2 separate regions of the Mus musculus genome follow, and region 2 is linked to region 1. The links are chromatin contacts, called in public ChIA-PET maps. All regions are on one chromosome and are shown on one strand. The core of a region is the stretch at or near the end of the contact, and the rest is flanking DNA. Distances in the headings are between cores, read along the strand shown.

The links. ChIA-PET counts read pairs in DNA pulled down with a chosen protein or histone mark.
Region 2: an RNA polymerase II ChIA-PET map of memory CD8 T cells shows a contact between it and region 1, with 7 read pairs. The contact joins the enhancer-like site here to the promoter of Tbc1d22b in region 1. A contact is called at or near these places in 8 of 115 datasets of contacts at active chromatin or transcription factors (T-cell acute lymphoblastic leukemia, bone marrow-derived macrophages, embryonic stem cells and 3 more) and 3 of 9 other capture datasets (adipose tissue, liver and pancreatic islet).

Annotation. Positions count from the first base shown.
Region 1 is chr17:29,547,255-29,552,105 of GRCm38.p6, reverse strand. Tbc1d22b (TBC1 domain family, member 22B) reads right to left here and starts at 2,304. Exons shown (of 13, transcript NM_198647.1): 1 at 2,112-2,304. The coding sequence starts at 2,167. Tmem217 (transmembrane protein 217) reads left to right here and starts at 2,513. Exons shown (of 3, transcript NM_001162901.1): 1 at 2,513-2,597.
Region 2 is chr17:29,840,566-29,844,947 of GRCm38.p6, reverse strand. Mdga1 (MAM domain containing glycosylphosphatidylinositol anchor 1) reads left to right here. Exons shown (of 17, transcript NM_001368423.1): 8 at 1,807-2,103; 9 at 2,542-2,829; 10 at 4,000-4,151. Among named protein-coding and RNA genes, the nearest start is that of Mdga1, 46 kb to the left of the region's middle. Within about 2 kb of position 3,072, at least 124 of the 459 cell types and tissues checked have an H3K27ac peak or open chromatin away from gene starts, as enhancers often do. A contact at or near this core is called in adipose tissue, bone marrow-derived macrophages, embryonic stem cells and 1 more, where this site is marked.

The sequences.
Region 1 (4,851 bases), core at 1,055-3,554:
CTTTACAAATAGGGCATTTTGGTTAGCCTTCGGGGAATTCTGAGGGAAGAGTTTTTAGTCCCCACTTCATAGGAAACTGAAGCTTAAATAGATTGTGAGTCCTACAGATCAGAGAATCTGAAGGACGATGTCAATGATGATGACGATGACAATGGTAATGATAATAATAATGATAAATGGTGGTGACCTGGACTCCAAGATTCTTGCCTCTGTGGCTCTATGTTTCAAAATGAAAAAGGAAGCCAGAGATTTGAAGAAACTGAAGAATCCTCCTAGCTAGCAAAAGCAATGCTTTTGGGCCATCAAAAAGGCTCAGCAGATAACGATGCTTGCGGCTAAGCCTGATGACCTGAGTTCAAGCCCTGAGATCCACGGGGTGGAAGCAGAGAACTGACTCCTGTAAATTGTCCTCTGACCTCTACGTGAGCACTGTGGCATACACACACACATACACACACACACACACACACACACACACACACTGATTAAGTAGATGAATAAATATAATTATTTAAAGTGGTACTTTTAAAAAGTTGACTTCCTGTAGGCCAGTAGAAGAAAAAGACAAAAGGCCATTAATACACCACATCTGGCAGTCCAAAGGCACAAAGACCATCCATCGCCCATTGTCCTCACCCCTGCTTCCTGACGTCACCATTTTCCCAATGATCGTTATCTTAGGATATCAAAATGAAATGACCCCTCCAGAGCAAACTCCCAGAGAAGAGCAGTCCACGCAGCTGGAGAGCTCACTCAAGCAGGAAGGAAAAGAAATCTGTGGCAGGAAGCGGAGCTTATCTAAAAACACAGTGTCACTGTTCAATGTGTGAACACCCTAGCCCCACAGCACTTCAACCCAAAGCTAGCTTTGCCTCCCCTGCTATTATATTAGCACACATTGCTAAAACCTGGTCCCTCAACTTTCTCCACGTGTGTAATGACAGCTCAGAAAAGTTACACAGCCAATGCTGACTCTCAGTTTCTCTTTCGCTTGAAGAAGGGGGCGAGGGCTGTGTGTAACTCAGTGGCAGAGTGTCTTCAACAGTGTGAAGAGAGAACGGAAGAGGGGGAGAAAGAGGAGAGGGAGGGGGAGGGGAAGAGAAGGAGGAGAGAGAATGGGAAAGAGGGGAGAGAGAGAGGGAAAGGAGGAAGGGAAGAGTGCGAGGTCACAGGTCAAAGGACTACACCTGAACAAAAAAAGACTTAACAGGAAAATCACTAAGGATAGAACTCATGAGGGCGGTGACCAGACACAAACTCTTAACACCAAGCAGCCTGTGGCTGGCAGAAATCTTAAATTCAGTAGTGAAACACATAGGGCTTTCATTTTTCAGGACATCACCCAAAACAAACGGAACCAGTAAACCAAAAGGCAGCCTGACTGAGAGACAATTGCTCAGTGTCAACATACACTAACAAGAGAAAGAAACACTAAGGGAATAAGTTGCTTGAAAGGTCTGCTCTCCAACAAAACAAGAATAAAAGAACTTAATGCATCCACACTGAAAAATCATCACTTCTCCGGGATGCCAGAAGGAATAACTTATTCTCCACCCTGCGGCCACCCTGTAATAATTTCTCAAAAGAAAGGACCAACTCAAGACAGAGTAAGGTCAGGCTTGAGAATTCCCCCTCCCCTGTCTTGCTCATACCCCTGCAGGCCTGGCCCAGGCTCTCCTATCAGAACCCCTTTGGGAGTCCAAGGGAAGACAGGAATGTGATGATGGGCTGGGAACCAAGGCCATGGGGCCACCAACCCTCATGCAAGCAGCCACCCATGCTGTTGGAGACCCCTAAGGAGTTCTGTAGAAAGTCGGAAGCGGTCTGCAGGTGGCCCTCCACGGCTACGCTGACAATGGCAACTCGCCCAACTCCACTGCCCCTCACACTGGTCCCCTGACACCTCCCAGCTGAGGTTCCCCGCCCCCAGACCCCAGTCTGCACCCCACACCCAAGCTGGCCAGGCTCCTCTGATTGACAGCTGCTCCAGCCTGGGCTACTCCGACACCAGCCCTCCGGCCTCGGGGGTACCCCAAGACGGAGGGATTCAGGGACCAGGATCTGGAAGGCTTTGGGTCCAATCCCCACTCCCCTCAGCGTCCTGGGCTCACCTCCCCGGTAGCTTGGCGCTCCTCTTCCAGAACTGCTTGCTGTTCTCGGCGGCCATCTCTCCGGCCCGGGGGAAGGCCTGGTCGGTGGGTCACGGGGGGGCCCCGCGACAGGCCCCCGGGACCCCGCAATCTGAGGGCCAGCCCAGGCCGCTTCCCCGCCGCCGGTCACCCGCTCCCAGCTCCTGGGGGCGCCATCTTGGATGTGGGCACTCCCCCCGCCCAACACCGTTGCCATTGGTGGGCTGAGCAGGCCGGTGGGCGGATGGACCAATGAGGATCCCGGATCCTGCGGGCCGCTGAAGGCCCGCGGCAACGTCAGGGGCTGGGCACACAGGTGGGCCGGGGAGGCGGGGCTTAGATGGGCAGGAAGGCGGGGCTGAAAGTTCCTACTCCCCGGAGGCAGAGAACCAGGTACTGCGAGGAAGAAGTAGATGGGACTGTTGCCTTTGATGGGCTGAGGTTCTGGGGTTGTCTTGGTGGAGAGGGGTAAGGAGAAACCATAACATTTGTATACATTAGTCTTTAAAGGAAGGCCTCATGTAATAATGAACATTTTTTAATGTCCCTCACCTCAATGGCACCCAGGGTGGTTACCCCCCCACCCCCCCACCCCCGCCTTGTTCCCTTATGGTCCTAGTTTCGCAGAGGACAGTTCCGGCCATACCCCAGTGCGGGTAACTGTTGTATGAGTAGCAGTTGATTTATCAGACTCCCCCTTTCTTCCGCTAACTGAACTTCGTGATGTAATCCCTTCTTCGGGTCTGACTCTTTCTGGTTATGAGGATCCAGATACTGAGAAGTCATGCTTAGGAAATACTAATTTATCCTCCAAGTAGCATTTTCTCTAGGGACGTTGTTCATCCCCATGGCAACAATCAGGAAGATGAAGGATGTACCCCCAATATCCTCAACTCCTTTATTAACTGGCTATAAATCTTCCATCTATAGATTCATTTTTCAATCTAATTTTGACTCAAAATGAGATCTAATTTTAGCATGTTGTCTCCTTTGGGTGTCATGTTAATGACTACCTCTCTTTTTTGAGTGTGTTCTGGGACATTTGGGGGAAGATGGAGGGTACTTCCTTTTTCTACTCCGAAGAAATGTTTGTTCAGACAAGGAACTGTGGATATGTGCGAGCTACTGCTCAATCCATCTCTGTACTAACACCCTAGGGTTTCTAAATATTGAAAAATACATTACATTTATTCAGTGTGTGTGTGTGTGTGAGAGAGAGAGAGAGAGGAGAGAGAGAGAGAGAGAGAGAGAGAGAGAGAGAGAGAGAGAGGTCAAAGGAGAACTTCAGTTTTCTCTTCTCACCGAACTCAGGTCGTCAAGACTGGCTGTAAGCCCCTATACCCATTGAGCCATCTTGCTGGCCCAACATACTGGCAAATTCTCAAGGCTCCTTCTTTTCCCACCTAAAGAAACACCTTCTATATGTCCCTCAGTGATTTCTTTTTACATAGACATTACTCCCAGTTTTCAGGCTTCTTTTGCTTGCTAATGTTAAAAGACTAGGACTGTAGACCTGAACAGGTGGCCCAGGGGTTAAAAGCATGTGCTGCCCTTTCAGAGGACCTGAGTTCGGTTCCCAAGTACCCACAACAGGTGGCTCATAATGGCCTGAAATTCCAGATCCAAGGGATCAGACACCCTTTTTTGGCTTCTGTGGACATTGCATACATGTTGTTAACACACATACACACACACACCACATACACACACACACCACATACACACACACACCACATACACACACACACACACAAATAAAAGTAAACATGATAGGAGGCTGGGGAGATGGCTCAGAGGTTAAGAGCACTGACTGCTCTTCCAGAGGTCCTGAGTTCAAATCCCAGCAACCACATGGTAGCTCACAACCATCTGTAATTGGATCTGATGCCCTCTTCTGGTGTGTCTGAAGACAGCAACAGGGTACTCACATACATAAAGTAAATGTAAAAAGTAATAAGCATGATAAGAGTTAGATGAAAAGGGCTATTTCTACTGAACCACTGTTCTTTTATAGACTTGTATCTTATCATTTTTCCCTTTAAAGATTTATTATATATACTGTCTCTCTCTTCAGACACACTAACCCCTAAGAAAGTGAAAGAATTTTCTTGGGAGGGGGAGGAGGGAGAAGGAGGAAACTAAACAGTCTTCTACCCTTCTCCTTCCACAATCCCAATAACAAACAAAAGTTTGATTCCACCAGAGTTCACTCATGAGTTTATTAGGCTTACTTACAGAGTTTGAGATGGGTTGTAGTTAGGAGTGTGGGCGACCCTAAAGCAGATACACTGGAAAATCTGCATGAAGCATGGATGTTTGCTTCCCCTATAGCCACCCAGATGGAACCCCCTCCCCAGCCGGTGTACTCAGTGCCTCCCCATGACACCAAAGCCATGTTCAATTAGGACAAAACTTTACACATATGACTTTATACAAATATATTTGGCTCTCAGGATAGTGTTGTACAACAGGAGAATATACTAAAGTCTCCTTGTGACTGATGATAATTATCTTTATTCTTTTATTTAATTTTTTTAGATTTTTTTAAATGTACATGAGTGTTTTGCCTGTATGAGACTCTGTGCGCTATCTGTGTGCCTGATACTCACAGAGGTCAGAGAAGGGCATGGGATCCCCTGGAACTGGGGTTATAGATGGTTGTGAGCCACCATGTGGGTGCTAGGGATTGAACTCCAGTCCTCTGGAAAAGCAGGAAGCGCTC
Region 2 (4,382 bases), core at 1,823-4,322, 290 kb before region 1:
GAGATAGACTTGATTCAGGGGGATCTGGAAAGGAGACTCTAGGGAAGAGAAGCTAGGCTGCCTGAGGAACCAGAGGAGGAGGTGGGCTCCTTTTGGGTCTTGGGGGGAGGAGGAGCAATGCTGTAGGCTCTGCCAGGTGAGGAACTAAACCCAGGGAAAAGTACAGCAAGCAGAAAAAACACAGAAGCCCCACAGTGCAGGAGACTAGGTGTCTCTCCCACAGTAGGTAAGAGGATTTCTCATGCTGGGGCAGTGATGGCGCACGCCTTTAATCCCAGCACTTGGGAGGCAGAGGCAGGCAGATTTCTGAGTTCGAGGCCAGCCTGGTCTACAGAGTGAGTTCCAGGACAGCCAGGGCTACACAGAGAATCCCTTTCTTGGAAAGACAAAACAAACAAACAAAAGGAGGCTTTCTCACAAGATCATCCTGACTCTAGGAAGGTCCAGGTTTGAGCTGAGGCCGGGGTCTGAGGGCCTCCTCCCCAAGGCCCAAGTCTAAAAAAAAGAGGGAATCTCTTCATCTTTGGGGGTGGGGAGAAGGCTGGAGGGCTTGGAAGCCTGGAAGTTTCTGATTGAGGGAAGGGGCCTGGGTCTGTTTCTGAATTTGGCTCATGGGTATGATGTCTGGAGCATGGAAGCCTTGTAAAAGCCTCTAGAGACAATTTAGACCTGGAGGGGGTGGGGGAAGAACCAACTGGCTCCAAAATAGGAAGAGCAAGGCGTGAAATGCAAGCCAAGAGCTGCACAAATGTTGGCAGGATACAAATCATAAACGAGATAACCGGACCTTCGCCTGGGTTGTATAGTTATTCCGGACCTTCGCCTGGGTTGTATAGTTATTTACAAATAGTCATTTTGTATTTAATTATAGTTAATGCTCAATACTTGACATTTAATGATAAAATGTTTGATGTGGGCAGAGACCCAAGGAGGTCTTCTAAAAACCCCTCCTTTTGGCAGTGTGTTGGGGCAGAGTGGGTTCAGCTGTGAATAATGGAACTCTAATTAATAGTGATTTAGCCACTGGGGTGTGGCTCACCAGCAGAGCCTCTGGCTTAGCATGTATAAGGCCCGGAGCTCCATCCTGAGCCTGCACACAAACTAAATGTGTGTTGTTTTGTCGTGTAGAAGTTGGCTGTGGAGCAGACTGGCTTAGGATGGCGGCTGGCCTCCACAAATTCCTCAGGATTCTAGGTGCCACCAGTTTGTTGTCACCTCTGCAATGGTGGCTCCACCAGAGGCCAGTGATCTGCATCCTGACCTGCAGGAAGACCTGAATTTTCTTAATATTACATTGGTCAGCGTTTATTCAGATGCATGCTGGGAAATGTAGTTTCTATTCTGAGTGGTGTGGGTCTTACTGAAACCAAGTATCCTTATTACTTTGGAAGAAGGGCTACAAGATGTTAGGAGATAGACAAACATTTCTTGCTGATTCTGTAGGCAAGAAAAGCTAAAGGGATGCTGGAGAGATGGCTCAAGGCTCCCAGCATCCAGGTTAGAAATCCAGGGTGGCTCACTATGCCCTCTAACGAAAGTTCCGGGATCCGGTGCCCTCTTTTGGCCTCCTTGGGCCATGCATGCATATGTGGATACACATGCATATACACATAAATAAATATAAAAATACTTCTGTAAGAAAAGCTGAGGGGCTGGGAAGGAGAAATTAAAAGCACTTGAGAGTCTGAAACAGAACAAATTCAAAGCTAGCCTCTGCTACATAGCAAGTTCAAGGCCAGCCTGGATGGGCAACAGGTCAGAGACCACGGACCCTAACTCGGTCCACCCCTCTCCACCCTCCTCCAGTACCACCCACCATCAGTGTGCCCAAGGGCCGAGCAGTGGTGACAGTGAGGGAGGGCTCTCCTGCTGAGCTCCAGTGCGAAGTTCGTGGCAAGCCCCGGCCTCCAGTGCTATGGTCTCGGGTGGACAAGGAGGCCGCCCTTCTGCCCTCGGGGCTGGCCCTGGAGGAGACTCCGGATGGGAAGCTGCGGCTGGAGAGTGTGAGCCGCGACATGAGCGGCACCTACCGCTGCCAGACAGCTCGCTACAATGGCTTCAACGTACGACCCCGGGAGGCTCAGGTGCAGCTGACAGTGCACTGTGAGTCCCCTCCCCAGACATTCAACCTATGCCAACCCCACCCCTCCTCCTACTGTGTGCACACCACCTAAAAACTCCTTGACATCCTTTCCACCAAAGCACAGGGAAGTAATTTGCTTCAGTTTGCACAGCAAGGCTGGGATTTGAACCAGTTTTCTAGTCAATGCTCCAAGCTCACAGGCTTTGCGGTCTTTCATTATGTGTTGGTCAAGGGGACCCACTGATGCACGACCAGAGGCCCAGAGGCCCAGAGGCCTATTGGCCCAGTCTAGGAAGGATGGCTGGAGTGAATGGCCCGCAGTCTGAGTGTGGGGGTGTTGTATGAGTGAGTTTCAAGTAGGCACCGACCCTGAGCTCCTCCCAGGCCAAGGTCACGGGACAGGGGGACAAATGAGCTGCTTCCTCCATGGTCCTACTGACGGTAGTCCCGGTCCCCAGTTCCTCCAGAGGTGGAGCCCAGTTCCCAGGACGTGCGCCAGGCGCTGGGCCGGCCTGTGCTCCTGCGCTGCTCGCTTCTGCGTGGCAGTCCTCAGCGCATCGCCTCGGCCGTGTGGCGCTTCAAAGGACAGCTGCTGCCCCCACCGCCTGTTCTCCCCGCCGCTGCTGTGGAGACCCCCGATCACGCCGAGCTGCGCCTGGACGCCCTGACCCGTGACAGCAGCGGCAACTACGAGTGCAGCGTCTCCAACGACGTGGGCTCAGCCACCTGCCTCTTCCAGGTCTCCGGTGAGCGTCCGGTCAGCTCCACCCCCGCCTGCTCGCCCATACCCTCCTGGGACCAGGCTCCGTCATCCACCCCAACCTCTCCCCGTACCCCTCCCCCTGCCTGGGCTGCTCTTTCCTTCTAGCTCCTGCAGTCTTTAGGCATTTGTCTTTTCTAAGACTTTTTTCCTCCTCTTGAAGGCCCGCCCCCTTAAGACCACGCCCTTCTACCCCAGTTCCTGGTTTCTCCCTACCATTGACTGTTCAGTTCCTTTCTTTGGCCTCTTACGGCCACGCCCCCTTTCAAATGCACCAGGGTAGGTTTGGCCGGCTCTGTGCTTCTGTCCCTTCAGCCCCGCCCATAATCAAAATCTGGGCCCAGTCCCATCTCAGCCAGAACTCAAAGTCTTTCCTCCATGGTCCTTGGCCTCAGAGGGTGCGAATGGGTAAAACCATTGGGTACCCAGCTTGTAGCTTGGAGGGAAGAAGATGCCCCTGAACAGCTGATTGAGGCTGGACTAGGCAGAACATAATCTCCTCCTCACTCATCCCTCCACCCCCAACCTTTCCCCAGTTGCCACCCTAGAGGTAGCAGTGCACCCTCAGGGACCTGACTCCCTGATGCCTGAAACCCCCGGCTTTCACAGCAGCCCCCAAAAAGCACGGGGTGAATCCTTCAATTCTTGCATTCCTCCACCTCCTCAATAGCAGGAGAGAAGGCTGCAGGTCACTGGCCCCCTTCCAGGCCTCTCCCCACCCACTCAGCTTTGCCAGCCAGAGGCCCCTGTGACATTTCCCACCTCCCCCGTCCTCCCTCCCTGTTCCCCCATTTTTCCTATCTCCCAACCTTTTGACCTCCACCTATCATTTCTTTCTTCCCTCTCTATATGCCCGGCCCTCGTCTTTACCAATCTTTCTGTTTTCTTCCTTGGCCTTTCCTCTTTCTATCCTCACCAACATCCCCCCTTTTGGGACTTACAATCTGCCCCCTCCATCTCCGCCCCCTCCCCCACCCCCACCCACCTTCATCATCCCCTCTCCTTCCAACACCAACTCTCCTCACGACACCCCTTTCTCTTTGTTGCCTCCACCTCTGTTCCTCTTTCCCACGGCTCCTCTCTCTGTGTCTCTCCCACCCCACCCTACCCCATCCCCACCTTCCATGGCCCCATGCCCCCCTCCCTGCCCTCTCAGCCAAAGCCTACAGCCCGGAGTTTTACTTCGACACCCCCAACCCCACCCGCAGCCACAAGCTGTCCAAGAATTACTCCTATGTGCTACAGTGGACACAGAGAGAGCCCGATGCTGTGGACCCCGTGCTCAACTACAGACTCAGCATCCGACAGGTGTGCCTGGCATGACACGTGCACAATGGAGCATGGAATGTGCGGGGGCAATGGGGGTGGAATAGGGACAGGGAGGAGTTCCCAGACACCGGCCGGCCCCTTCTGTCTTGACAATTTTTCTGAGTCCAGATATAGTGGCCAGAGCTACGAGCCTCTGAACACCTGTATCCTCCTTACTGGACACAGCTGAGAAGCAGACATAAGACAGCTGGGCTCAGGGCAAGGCCAGTT